Linked DNA regions of Sus scrofa: all the other regions are linked to region 3. The links are chromatin contacts, called in public HiChIP or PLAC-seq and promoter capture Hi-C maps. All regions are on one chromosome and are shown on one strand. The core of a region is the stretch at or near the end of the contact, and the rest is flanking DNA. Distances in the headings are between cores, read along the strand shown.

What was found. Promoter capture Hi-C pulls out the DNA fragments that hold promoters and counts their contacts. HiChIP or PLAC-seq counts read pairs in DNA pulled down with a chosen protein or histone mark.
Region 1: a promoter capture Hi-C map of fetal liver shows a contact between it and region 3, with 4 times the contacts expected there. The contact joins the enhancer-like site here to the promoter of CHD7 in region 3. A contact is called at or near these places in 2 of 5 promoter capture datasets (fetal liver and liver), 6 of 47 Hi-C or Micro-C datasets (embryonic fibroblasts, retroperitoneal adipose tissue, skeletal muscle and 1 more) and 2 of 2 datasets of contacts at active chromatin or transcription factors (alveolar macrophages and skeletal muscle).
Region 2: a contact with region 3 is called in an H3K27ac HiChIP or PLAC-seq map of skeletal muscle, with 8 times the contacts expected there. The contact joins the enhancer-like site here to the promoter of CHD7 in region 3. A contact is called at or near these places in 1 of 5 promoter capture datasets (liver), 7 of 47 Hi-C or Micro-C datasets (embryonic fibroblasts, fetal heart ventricle, heart right ventricle and 3 more) and 2 of 2 datasets of contacts at active chromatin or transcription factors (alveolar macrophages and skeletal muscle).

What each region holds. Positions count from the first base shown.
Region 1 is chr4:72,456,652-72,460,322 of Sscrofa11.1, forward strand. No RefSeq gene overlaps it. Among named protein-coding and RNA genes, the nearest start is that of CLVS1, 200 kb to the left of the region's middle. Within about 2 kb of position 2,005, at least 55 of the 83 cell types and tissues checked have an H3K27ac peak or open chromatin away from gene starts, as enhancers often do. A contact at or near this core is called in alveolar macrophages, fetal liver, liver and 3 more, where this site is marked.
Region 2 is chr4:72,438,592-72,442,337 of Sscrofa11.1, forward strand. No RefSeq gene overlaps it. Among named protein-coding and RNA genes, the nearest start is that of CLVS1, 180 kb to the left of the region's middle. Within about 2 kb of position 2,125, at least 9 of the 83 cell types and tissues checked have an H3K27ac peak or open chromatin away from gene starts, as enhancers often do. A contact at or near this core is called in retroperitoneal adipose tissue, where this site is marked.
Region 3 is chr4:72,753,134-72,756,807 of Sscrofa11.1, forward strand. CHD7 (chromodomain-helicase-DNA-binding protein 7) reads right to left here and starts at 1,310. Exons shown (of 37, transcript XM_021089334.1): 1 at 981-1,310.

The sequences.
Region 1 (3,671 bases), core at 755-3,254, 300 kb before region 3:
CTGTCAGGAAACAGGAGAAACAGACCCAACCCAGGTCTAAATCTCTGGTTCATGTGAGTAACGTTTTCTCATTTCACATGAGCACTGACAAAAAGACCCCAAGGAGGACAAACAATAATAGATAATAAATTATAGATGCGAGAAAATTGAAGGACATTATGCTTCAGCATTTCTGCCTCCTAATCAACGTGTAGGGATGAGATGGGCTTTTCTTCATGTGTCTGCTTACAGCCCGTTCGCTCATTTGCACCCACTGTGCCGTGGGTCACCTGCTCGGGACCTCAGCAGACAGACTGTAAAAGCAGGTGAGCGAGTGGCCACTGACTGCTGAACCCTGCCCGCCCCCCAGCCATCTGATTTGGTCCAAGAGCATCCTTGAGAGCTGAGAGAGATGAGGAATGACTCTCCTGTCGGTGGCAAGGAGAGGCCTCAAAGACCCACAGGTCTGGGTCTGTGCAGAACCTTTGTTGGCATCGAGGTCCCCTTCTGTCCCTCCCACACCAAGCAGACAATCCCTTCCCCAAATCCAGAAGATCAGCAATAATTGGTTTGGCTTCCAGCCCGTACCCTTCTGGTGCAAAAGCAACAGCACAGTTCACTAGTTCTTTCCGATTTCTCCCTGCTCTCCCTTAAAGAGAACCCTCGCGTCTGATTAAAATCGGTCATGCGCCTGTCCTGGAGTGAAGAGGGGCTATTTATTTCTGTCAAGTTCTGCTTGGAAGGTTTGAGGCTTCCTCCTACCAGACATTTTACTAGTAAACAGAAAAGTTACCCATATTGTCATGCTTGCCCTGACCTGCAAGCTAGTGAACAATAAATCTTAATTACAGTTAAATGCCAAAATCTGCAAAGAATGAGGCAGCACTAGTCAACTGTGAATTGGCCGACTCCTCGCTGGGGCTGGGGTGCAGCTGCAGGAATACATAAATTAGTTTGTGATTTGTTTGTGCCGGAACAATCAGTCGAGGCTGTTTCTTACGAGCATTTCCAGTATCAGTGGACGCACTGGCATTCATCCTATTGCCATGGCAGATACAGGTGGCATCTGGGAAGTTTTTTTCTTTTTAAATGACCTTCAGCATTATGCTTGGGTTAATAAGAAAGCGCCATTTCTAAATATCTCGGCAGTTTTCCAAACTAGCGCTCAGCCTCCTGACATCTGCTCCATCCATACTGGTTACCTTTGGGTTTATTCGGGGAGCCACTGAATAACCTTTTTGTTAGCAAGCTCCTTTTTGCACCAGGCAGGGCCACTGGAGTGGAGGCAGGCATCCATGCAGGGTTTTTTTTGTGTGTGTGTTTGTGTGTGTGTTTTTGTTTTTTTTTCCTGCTGCTGCAAAGTTCATGAGCTCCTTGCTATTCATGCTTGTCATCATGCTAAATAAAGCCACTCTGTTGTCCCCGTGCCTGGGTCCTCTTGGTGTATGGGCACCCATATGCAAGAATTAGAAAGCTGATTGCCCACATAACTCTGTTCAATGACTTCAGGCTGCTCTATCAATTTTGAGACTGACGGGAGACGGGAGATGGAAGTCCAAAGAAAGGATGGAGTTTGGGCCACTCCACGTTTGGTCCCGTGAATCAATCTGCAATCTACTTATATTCAGTTTAGATGCAGTCCCCTTCTTCTCGGAAGTCAATCATCTGCTTGGTGCCCTTACGGGCAGGTTCCTAATAAGGCGACAGGCCCTGATTCCCTGGCCTCTGGAATCAGCCCAGAGGCCTCAGGATGGCAGGCCCTAGGATGCCGCGCTATTTTAAAATTAGGAGGTGCCTAGGTAAGTAGATAAGAGGGAAGTAGGAAAACCCTTTCCCCGACAGAGGTGGGGGGAAGAGAGTTGCAAAATAGGCAGTTTTCTGTTGTATTTTTTAAAGTGTACGTGGGAGCGTTATTGGGTACTTAGGTGGCGATGTCAGTTTCACTCGGTACCCGCCCCCCTTCCCGCCCCAGGGCGCCGGCTCCCCCAGACCCCGCCGCCCCGCCGGCCCCATCCTGTCACCAGCGGTCCTGCTTCCTGTTTGTGCTGCCGCTGTGTTGCTTCCTGGCGTCACCCGGAGCCGCCCTTCTGCTGCGCCTCCACCCCGGGACTGGCTCTCTTCCCAGCTCCCTCTGGTGCTGGCAAATCTGTCCTGCTCCCTTTCGGTCTAAACCCCAGGTTTTTAAAGGACCCATCCCAGTGCTGGAGCCTTTGCTCTTGAGCCCCGCGGGGCCTCCCCCACGTGCTCGGATTCTCCGCAGACCTTTATCCAAAGAGCTAATTCAAGGCATTTTTGCGTTTGCTACCTCTGCCCTTTTGCCTTCCTCGGAGGAGGGGCCTCGGGTTGTTCCCCGCTTGCAGGGATAGAGAAAGAGGCCCAGAGAGAAGGAGGGCTGAAGTGGTGCTGAGGAGAGAAAGCGATTAGCAATCTGCTCACCCGGCTGCGGCTCCACGCCCCCGCCTCGACCGCTTGTCCTGCTGGCCAAGCCCTTCCCGGCTTCTTGCATTTAATCCCCTGTGGGCGTTATTAGCCTTATTTTAAACCGTGGAAACAAGGTTCACAGAACTTATCCTCTTGCCCAGGGTCTGGCAGCTGGCTCTTTGCCTGACTCACATCTTCCCTCAGCAGGTGCCACCCGGCTTCCCCCCTGTGACACCCTTACCTCATCCAGGATTGTGCCCAAATGCCAGATGAATGAATCCTCTTTGGACAGACTTCTATGTCCCAAACAGAACTTTCTGTCCCCTCCCCAGCTTTCTCTCTCTTTGGAGCATTTATCACTACCCAATATTATAAATAGATAATAAATATATAAACACATACTTATTTTAACTTGTCTAGCTGTTGCCTACATGTGTGTGAGGTCAGCGACTTGGACTATTTTGCTCACGGTTTTGCTCACTCCTGCATCCTCCTGATCCGTGCAGGCATTAATAAGTAACTGTGGAAGGATGGGGGGAAGGGAAGGGGAGAAAGGGGGAAGGAAGGAAGGAAGAGAGGAAGGGGGAGGGGGGAGGGAGGGGAGAGGGAGGGCCGAAGCGGGAGCGAGCTGCATTTCTTTCCAGCTTGAAGCTAAATCAGTGATGTTCAGCCAGGTGGCCGGAAATGACAGCCAATGATGCCGCCTACATGTGGAAACTCAGGCATGAGGTGGACATGTTCAGGATTCTACCATAAACCACTGGTCGATCTAGGACTAAACCAGTAAAGTGTATGACTTATCAGCCTAAGCTCTTGCCAGTTATCCCAGCAGTGTTTTCTGGCTCCCTGGACATTGCTACCTGATCATGCTTCTCCAGGGTTCCCGCCTGCAGAACTCTTGCCTAGACGTCCCCAGTGCAACCACCCAGCCTTTCAGTGGCTCCTGTGAAGCAGGAGGTGGCAGGCCTGTTGAGGTAACCCCTGTGTCTTCCAGACAGGGCATGAGTAACCCTGACCTCTTCCCGCTGGCCCCTCCCCAGGGCCACTTTTTAAGTCAGAGGATGTCATTCCTCTGTTTGCCTGATTCGAGGAAGTCGGCCCTTCCAGCATTTCATATTCCTCATGCTGGGAGGATCCACGAAGAGGTGCCTGGATCAGGACCCCCTGGAGGAAGCCCCTAGAAATCTCACACATGCAGAGTCCCTTCAGAAACACCCGCTCCTCTTCGTCTTTTAAGGGTTTTCCTCCAAGCTGCAGGGAACCAGCCGGGA
Region 2 (3,746 bases), core at 875-3,374, 310 kb before region 3:
TGGTGTGGGTTGCAGCTGCGTCTCGGATTTGATCACTGGCCTGGGAGCTTCCAAACGTAAATAAATATGTGGCCAAACATAAACACATAAGTAGAATGAGATTTTTGGCATTAAATGAAAGCTCAGTAACCAGTCCATCAAGCAAAATTTCGTCTACTTTTCTTACAGCAACTGAAGGCTGTTACTTAGTTTTGACTCTCGTTTAGAAGACAGAGTGGTCTTACAATCAGAGATCTGTCACTTCACACAGGCAGCAGGACTATAAATCATGTGCCCTTGTTCCTAAACGGACGGCCTCGTCCTTACCCTTCCTCTCTGTACAAACATCTGAAGACAGTGCTTAGAATCAGTGGGGACCAGTGTTGTGGGAAGAAGAGGCTGCCTTTGGAAGGTGAGAAAAACACTCCGAACCATGGGGCTTGGTGAAGGGAGCTTAACTTTTCGGAGGTGGGTCATTGGAAGTTATTAATAACAGTGAAAATCTTCCCGAGAAAGCACAAAATAGACCATCCCAAACTCAGCAAAAAGCCCAAAACACCATCTGTTGCTGCACTGAGCCATCTGACTGGGAGAGAAGGCAGCTGACAAGTAGGAAGGCGCATGGATATCCACTCTGGGCCTCTGCTTGGGACCCTGGCTGGGATGCTTGGATTATTATGTTCTTAAAAATGTGTGAAAGCATGTAAGTGGCATGGTTGTGAACTTGAGTAACACGACAGAGATTAAGCAAAGGTGCCAGAGAGGTTTGAAGTAAGGAATATTTTTTTAACGTTTATTGAAGTCAAGTTGATTTACAAGGTTGTGATCATTTCTGCTGTACAGCAAAGTGAGTCAGTCCTACCTATACCCACAGCCATTCTCTCTCAGATTCTTTACTCACATAGGGAATATTTTAAGGCGGCTTTAAGGGTTTCCCTCTTTTTTTTTTTTTTTTTTTTTTTTTTTTTTTGCTTTTTAGGGCCACACCCTCAGCATATGGAAGTTGCCAGGCTAGGGGTCAAATCAGAGCTGCAGGTGCCAGCCTAGGCCACAGCCACAGCAAGGATGGATCCGAGCCACATCTGCGACATACAGTACAGCTCACAGCAACACCAGATCCTTAACCCACTGAGTGAGGTCAGGGATTGAACCCATGTCCTCATGGATGCTAATTGGGTTGGTTAACCACTGAGCCACGACGGGAGCTCCCAAAGGTTTTCCCTCTTAAAAGACACAGAATCATCCCCTGATGGTGGTTTATTTGCTGAACAGTCACTACAGTGACCATAGCTTAAACCTGATTCTGAAACAATGGATGGTTTGCAGTTGCCCTGACCACACAAGGAGTCAACCCTGTTTCAGAAGGGTTGAAAAATTTCCCTGGAAATACAGGACTTTTAAAAACATAACACACAGCAAGATTCAGCATTGTCTTTATCTGGGAAATCCTGCTCTTGGCGTCTGCAGCCACGGTCTCTGAGCATCAATGTCCGTTTTAAACAGTATCGTGCAAAAGCAGAGACTGGCTTCTGGTAATGAAGGAGTGGCTTCCCAGATATGCCCGGTAAACAGCAGTTTGATTAGATCATCTGGCCTTTAATCAAGAAGAATGGGAGCAGCAGAACAGCAACCAGACCAAACAGGGCTGGTGTTGCAGCGGGAACCCAAAACACCCCTCCAGCCTCGACAGCCAACCTCCCTGGGTTGTCCCGGTGACTTCAAGTTGACCCACAATGGCAAAGCCCGAGGGAGCAGTTAGCATAAGAGCTGAGAGCTCAGGCCTGCCTGGGATTTTTTACTGGGACAAGCGCGATGCCACCACAGCGGCGCGGCTCCTGAAGGTCCGGAGCCGCGGCCGTGCGCGAATCAGCCGGTAGATGGCGCACCGAGCCTCCGAGCCGCAAGCTGCTCGGGCCGGCGAGGCAGGAGAGGATTTTGATTCATAAAAAACATAAATTCTACTTGATGAACAATACTAATAAAGGAAATTGACTACTGGGCACCATAGAGATGAATTTTTAAAGCCCCGAAATCAAGTTATTTGAGATTATTTAATTTAATTTACTAAATTTGAATAACTGTGCGGTGTAATGACGCATGGCAGGGCATTTAGGTTTCATAGCTTCTAAATGCTCCTTTAGGGTGACTGCTCGGTCGCATGGTCGCCAGAGAAATCTGTCCCCATCTCCAACCCCTGTAAACAATTGAGGAGAGGATAATTACATATCGGGAGAAAGGCAAGAAGAATCTATAGGGGGGAATCAGAGACAAAATTTCCCCTCTTTTCAAGCCATACACCCCCTTGCAAGTCCTGCAAGGCCAATGTTAAAGACCTTAATATCGATACACAGCGCTGAGCCTAAGCTAAGCGCACTCCAGGCGCTTCTCGAAGCAGAATCCTCCTCTCTTCATAGAACAAGTAAGATCTCTAACAGTATTTACATTCTCATCTACGTTTTTTTAAAGTTGGTGAATATACAGCTCTCAGAGCTTCAGAATTGACAGATGAGGACACCGCAAAACTTAGAAATTCCGCTCAACGTTTGATCCACAGAAATTTTCTGTAAGCAGATGCAAAAAGTCCTTTTATAAAAAGGCCGCCTGCAGCTTCCCCCCGGCCACCTCCGCCACACATGTGCTGTGTTTGCACAACCGAGCAGGTGTGTCTGCGTGCACATGTACCCGGATCCGTGCAAATATCCCCGGGTGTGTCTACGTGTATGGGGGTGCACACGCTGTCTGCGTACCCCTCTCCTCTATTGTTTTCAGCATAACTGATTTTGGCACCAACTCTTTAGCACTTTGGAAGGGCCTTCATTAGCACTGGGATAGTGTCCAAAAAGAATCCAGAAAAATCAACACATGGCTGCTCTTGTTCTCACGATAAATGACAGCTTTGGTGGAAAACAACAACAGTCAAGAAGCAAAACAAAAACCAAAAAGCAACAAGAGTAGCGATAACATGAATAGAGGAAGTCAGACACCACTAACGCAGATTTTTAAAAATTCAAATGTATTTATTTATTCCATTTTGACCACTCTCTATCCTTGGCCATTAAGCCTCCGTGTACTGTCACACCATTAAAAATATAAATAGTGCAAGTATATTAGGGCATCTAATGAAAAAAAAAAAAACAAAACCCACGATCATGCAGGCTGATGTTTCTTTATAGACACAACCATGCTTATTAATTCTTTAAAATGTGCAAAAGCAGGTAAGGGGCACATTTATGTGACTTTACTGTTACAGTGTGGCATCAGTGACCCCTAAATCCTATCAGCCCCCACAAGTGAAGGCTGTCCACTGACGTTTCTACCCCAATAACCCACAATTCTTTGGAACTAGAGATCTGCAGAGATGAGGCTTTCTTGGAAAATACAAGCTCCCTAATTACCTGAAAGTCTTGTCTCGAAATCATTAATAGGAACCCTGGGGTAGTTCAGATGTCATGAGACTGTGTAGAAAAAGCAGTAATTTCTAAACTAGACAAAAACCCACTAACGTTCAGTGTGTATGGGTGTGCATATGAAGAGGTGCCCACACCATACCTGAATAGGTAGATAACAAATAACACTTGGAAGGAAAGCAGGAAGCAAACAAACTGTAGAGGACATTGATTCAAAGGGTTAATTCCTTTGCTCTTCAGCTGCCAAACAATGGTGGAAACCTGCAGTGCGCGTGGCCCTTTAAGGCTATTAGGAAAAGACAAGTGACTGAGCTAGCCATCCGTCTCTCGGTCCTTGGCCTTCTCATCCCTCAGTTTCTC
Region 3 (3,674 bases), core at 60-2,559:
AAGTCGCTATTATGCAGGCGCCGCCGCCGCTGGCCCGGCCAGCTCGGCAAGGTGGGGTCCCCTCCTCGCCGCGCCTCCCCGCGCTCGCCCCGGCCCCGCTCCCTTTCTTCTCCTCCTCGCGCACTTGGGAGCCGCCGGGGCGCCCCGGGAACCCCAGCTCCGGGCTCGCAACTCCACGCCCGCGGCCGGCACAGGCCGGGCTCGGGACGCCCCCAGCGCCGCGTGTTCGCGCCGCCCTCGCCCCACGCGGCGCCCCGCGCACTTTCCTCGCCGCAGACCCACCTCGCCCGGTGGCCGTCCCCGCGCGGGCCGGCGCCGCCGCGCCAGGAGGGACGCACTTTGTTCGCGCCGGTGCGGCCGCCGCTCCCGGCGAGCGCGGCGTGGTCGGTCCGGAGCGGGGGGCGGGGGCGGGAGGCGGGGGTCGCCGCCGTCCCCGAGCCGCCGCCGCCGCCGCCGCCGCGGCTCAGCCGCCCCGCGCCCGCGCGCCCATCGCCCACTCGCACTTGAGTTGCAGCCCAACTTTTCCTCCTTCCTTTTTCTTTCGAATGGAGCCGGCAACTCGTGCTCGGCGCCGGCGGGAGGAAACGCGCTCGCGCTCCCCCGCGCGCAGACACGCTCCCTCCTGTCCCCGTCCCCCCCCACGCCGGCAGCACAACAAAAAGCCATTTACATGCGAGGAAGTGACCCTCGGCCGGACCGCGCGCACCCGCCACCGCCGGCCCTGCGGACGCAGGCAAAAGTTGGGGCGCCGGACGGCGCTCCGGGCGCGGGTTCGGGCCCCGCGGGCGGCGACGCCGGCGACACAGCTCGGGCGGCGCTGCGCTCCTGCGCCGGCCCCGGCCCCCGCCCGCCCTCGCCCCTCGCCCCGCACACGCCCAACTCCTCGCTCCCAACTCCTCGCGCGGCCCCGGCCCCGGCCCGGAGCGATTTCCTGCCGCCGCCGCCCCTCCCGGAGGCGCCCGGCGAACTCTCGCGCTTACCCGGTCGGTCGGGCTCCTCCGCTGCCCTGTGCCGAGGAGAAAACAAAACGCAGAGCGGGCTCCGGAGTTGGCTCGGCGGCCGCGGCCAGGGGGCTGAATCCACGGGCACGGAGTTGGCCGGGGGCGAATGGGGCTCTGGCGAGTTTCAGGGTCTCCGGGTCCCCAGGCCGCCTTCTCAGCGGCGCTCCTTTGTGTAATTTCACTCGATTCAAGTTTAATCCGATAGTTCCCGAGCACGAGCGCGTCCGCACTACCACGGCTCAACCCCCGCGCCGCCGCCGCCGCCGCCGCCGCCGCCGCCACCGCTGCCGCCGCCGCCGCCGCCGCCGCGGCCCCAGCACGCCAGCGCCTGCGCGCGCCCGGCACGCCGCGCGCGCCCGATGTCGCGGGGCCGCGCCCGCCCGCCGCCGGCTCCCTCCGCGTCGCGCCCGCGCCCGCGCCCGCGCGCCGCCACCTGACGTCAGGCGCGCCTGGCATAATTTATGCAAGAATTCGGCCGGGGTGGCGGAGGCCGAGGGAGAAGCCGAGGGAAAGGGGGCGGCGCGGGGCTTCGGGGCCGCGGGCTGCGGAGGGCGGGCCGGGCGCCACTTCCCGTCCCCGGGCGGGCGCCGGCGCTGCGGGCGGTTCTCCTCGCGGGCCGGTGCGCGGCCGCCGCGCCGCCTTCCTGGCCCTGCTCTCCCGAGCGCTCCGCCGCCGCGCGGCAGCGCCGGGGGCGCGGGCTGGAGAGGGTGCCACGTTTCCCCGCGCGGCACCTTCCCGGAGGCCGGGTGCGCCGCCCGCGGGCAGGAAGCGGCGGCTGGGCCGGCGGCGATCCTCCCAGCCGCGGCGAGGGGCTTCCGACGCTACGCGGACGGCAGCGGCTCGCGGGGTTGGGACGCCTCTTCTGCAATTATCCTTCAACTTGAAATGATTTTCCCACATGAAATGATTTAGAATGGGCACGCTCCATTTCCAGTAGATTTCTCCTGCGTCTCCACTTTGCCTGCTAACCCAACCCTACCTCCTCGTTGACAGGACAGCCGGATCCGCTACTAAATCAAAAAGTTTAACTAGATGGCGTGGATTTTGTTGTATTTGTTACCATGCCAAAAAAGGGAGAGAGAGCGCAATGGTTATGAAACAAAGAAATAGGTTGTGTGCCCATTATTAAACGTGTCAGGACTGGAGTGTTTTCGTCATTCTTTGGCCAAAATGGCACTTTTGTGTGATCTCCTAGGCTGAAATATTCAAGCCTCTTTATTCTTGTTTCTCTTCCCGATACAAAATGAATGTTAAACCTGGAGAAATTTTTCTTTTACCAATTTTCCCTTTAGGAGATAGATCTGCAAACATTTATCAAGCACCTTTTATGTGGAAAATACCAAGCAATTATAATTCTTTTAAACTGTCAACTGTTGTACACCCGAAGATGATATTGTTAGGTAAACGATTACGTTTGTTTTTAAATCAAGGAAGAAACATATTAGCCAAACTCGGTCCTGTGTAATAGATACAGAGTAAAGCGACATGCTATTATTGGACTCCAAAATAAACTCAGAAAATTGTAAAACTGTGCAAAATATAATTTCTTCTCGTTTAGCATCTGTAGTGCTGACTGTCAAGTATTTCTGCTTGAACCAAAGATTAATCAAAATGATTACCCTACAAGTGTGATTATCCTAGACTTAATCACTAAAACATTTATAGTAATGATTTTCTAAAGATTTGTTATATTATACTGTCATTTATTGAAATGCTCTGGTTTGGGCTTGTTTTCATCATATATTTGAATGGTCTTTTGAAAGAGGTAAATGTTTTATTCAAGGGATTTACACATAAACAGCAGAAAGAAGGTTGGTGCTACAGAAAATTCTTAAATTAAAAAAATTAGGAAACACTAAAAACTTCTGCCTTTCTTTATAGTCCATTTCATAAACCAAGAATCAGAATTCCGAGGTTAGGCTGATATCTCCCTTAAGTTTACATCTCTCAATGAAAGCATATGGGGGATGTTTTGGGGGGTGTTGGGGGCAGGGGATCATGGTTAAAGACATGTCTACAAAGAAATCACTAGTGCTGGACCATATTAGAGGACATAAAAGTGGCCTAGAAGGGATTATCTTTTATCTTTTACAATATGCCCAGCTCATTGTCAGATGTCCATGTATTTCAAGTCAATTTTCAAGCTTTAAAAAATCTACATGTAGTGAAAGCATATTAGTTAACCTTTAATTAACAAATACTATTGACTATGAGGAAGTCCCCCTGTGCTCTTGTATATTTAACAAGAAGTGAGGACACTTCCCTTTGAAACATGAGAAATGGTAGAAGAGTTCAGCCAAAGCTCTAGGTGGAAACAAATAGCCCTGCAGCCCCTCTCTGGTTTAATCTCCCTCCTTGTCCCACTGAGGTTCTGATAGCCAGGATGGAGAAGTCCCCAAGCTCTCAGAAGTCGTCCTGGGGCAGAGCTGGACAGGCCTTGGGGAGGCCTCAGGGGCAAACTCCTGGCAGCTCTGGCCTGCTTAGATCAAAACCTCCACAACCCCACTACCCTCTAGCCTCCAAAGTTTTCTCTCCATTTGCTTCACTGTTGAAGTTTTCCCATTGAGAATAATTTGAATTCACAAGCTTTCCCTTTAAGTATGCAAATACCTTCAGGAGAGATAAGGAACTCCAGGTCCTTCACAGATGAGTGTAAATTAGTTCAATGGATGG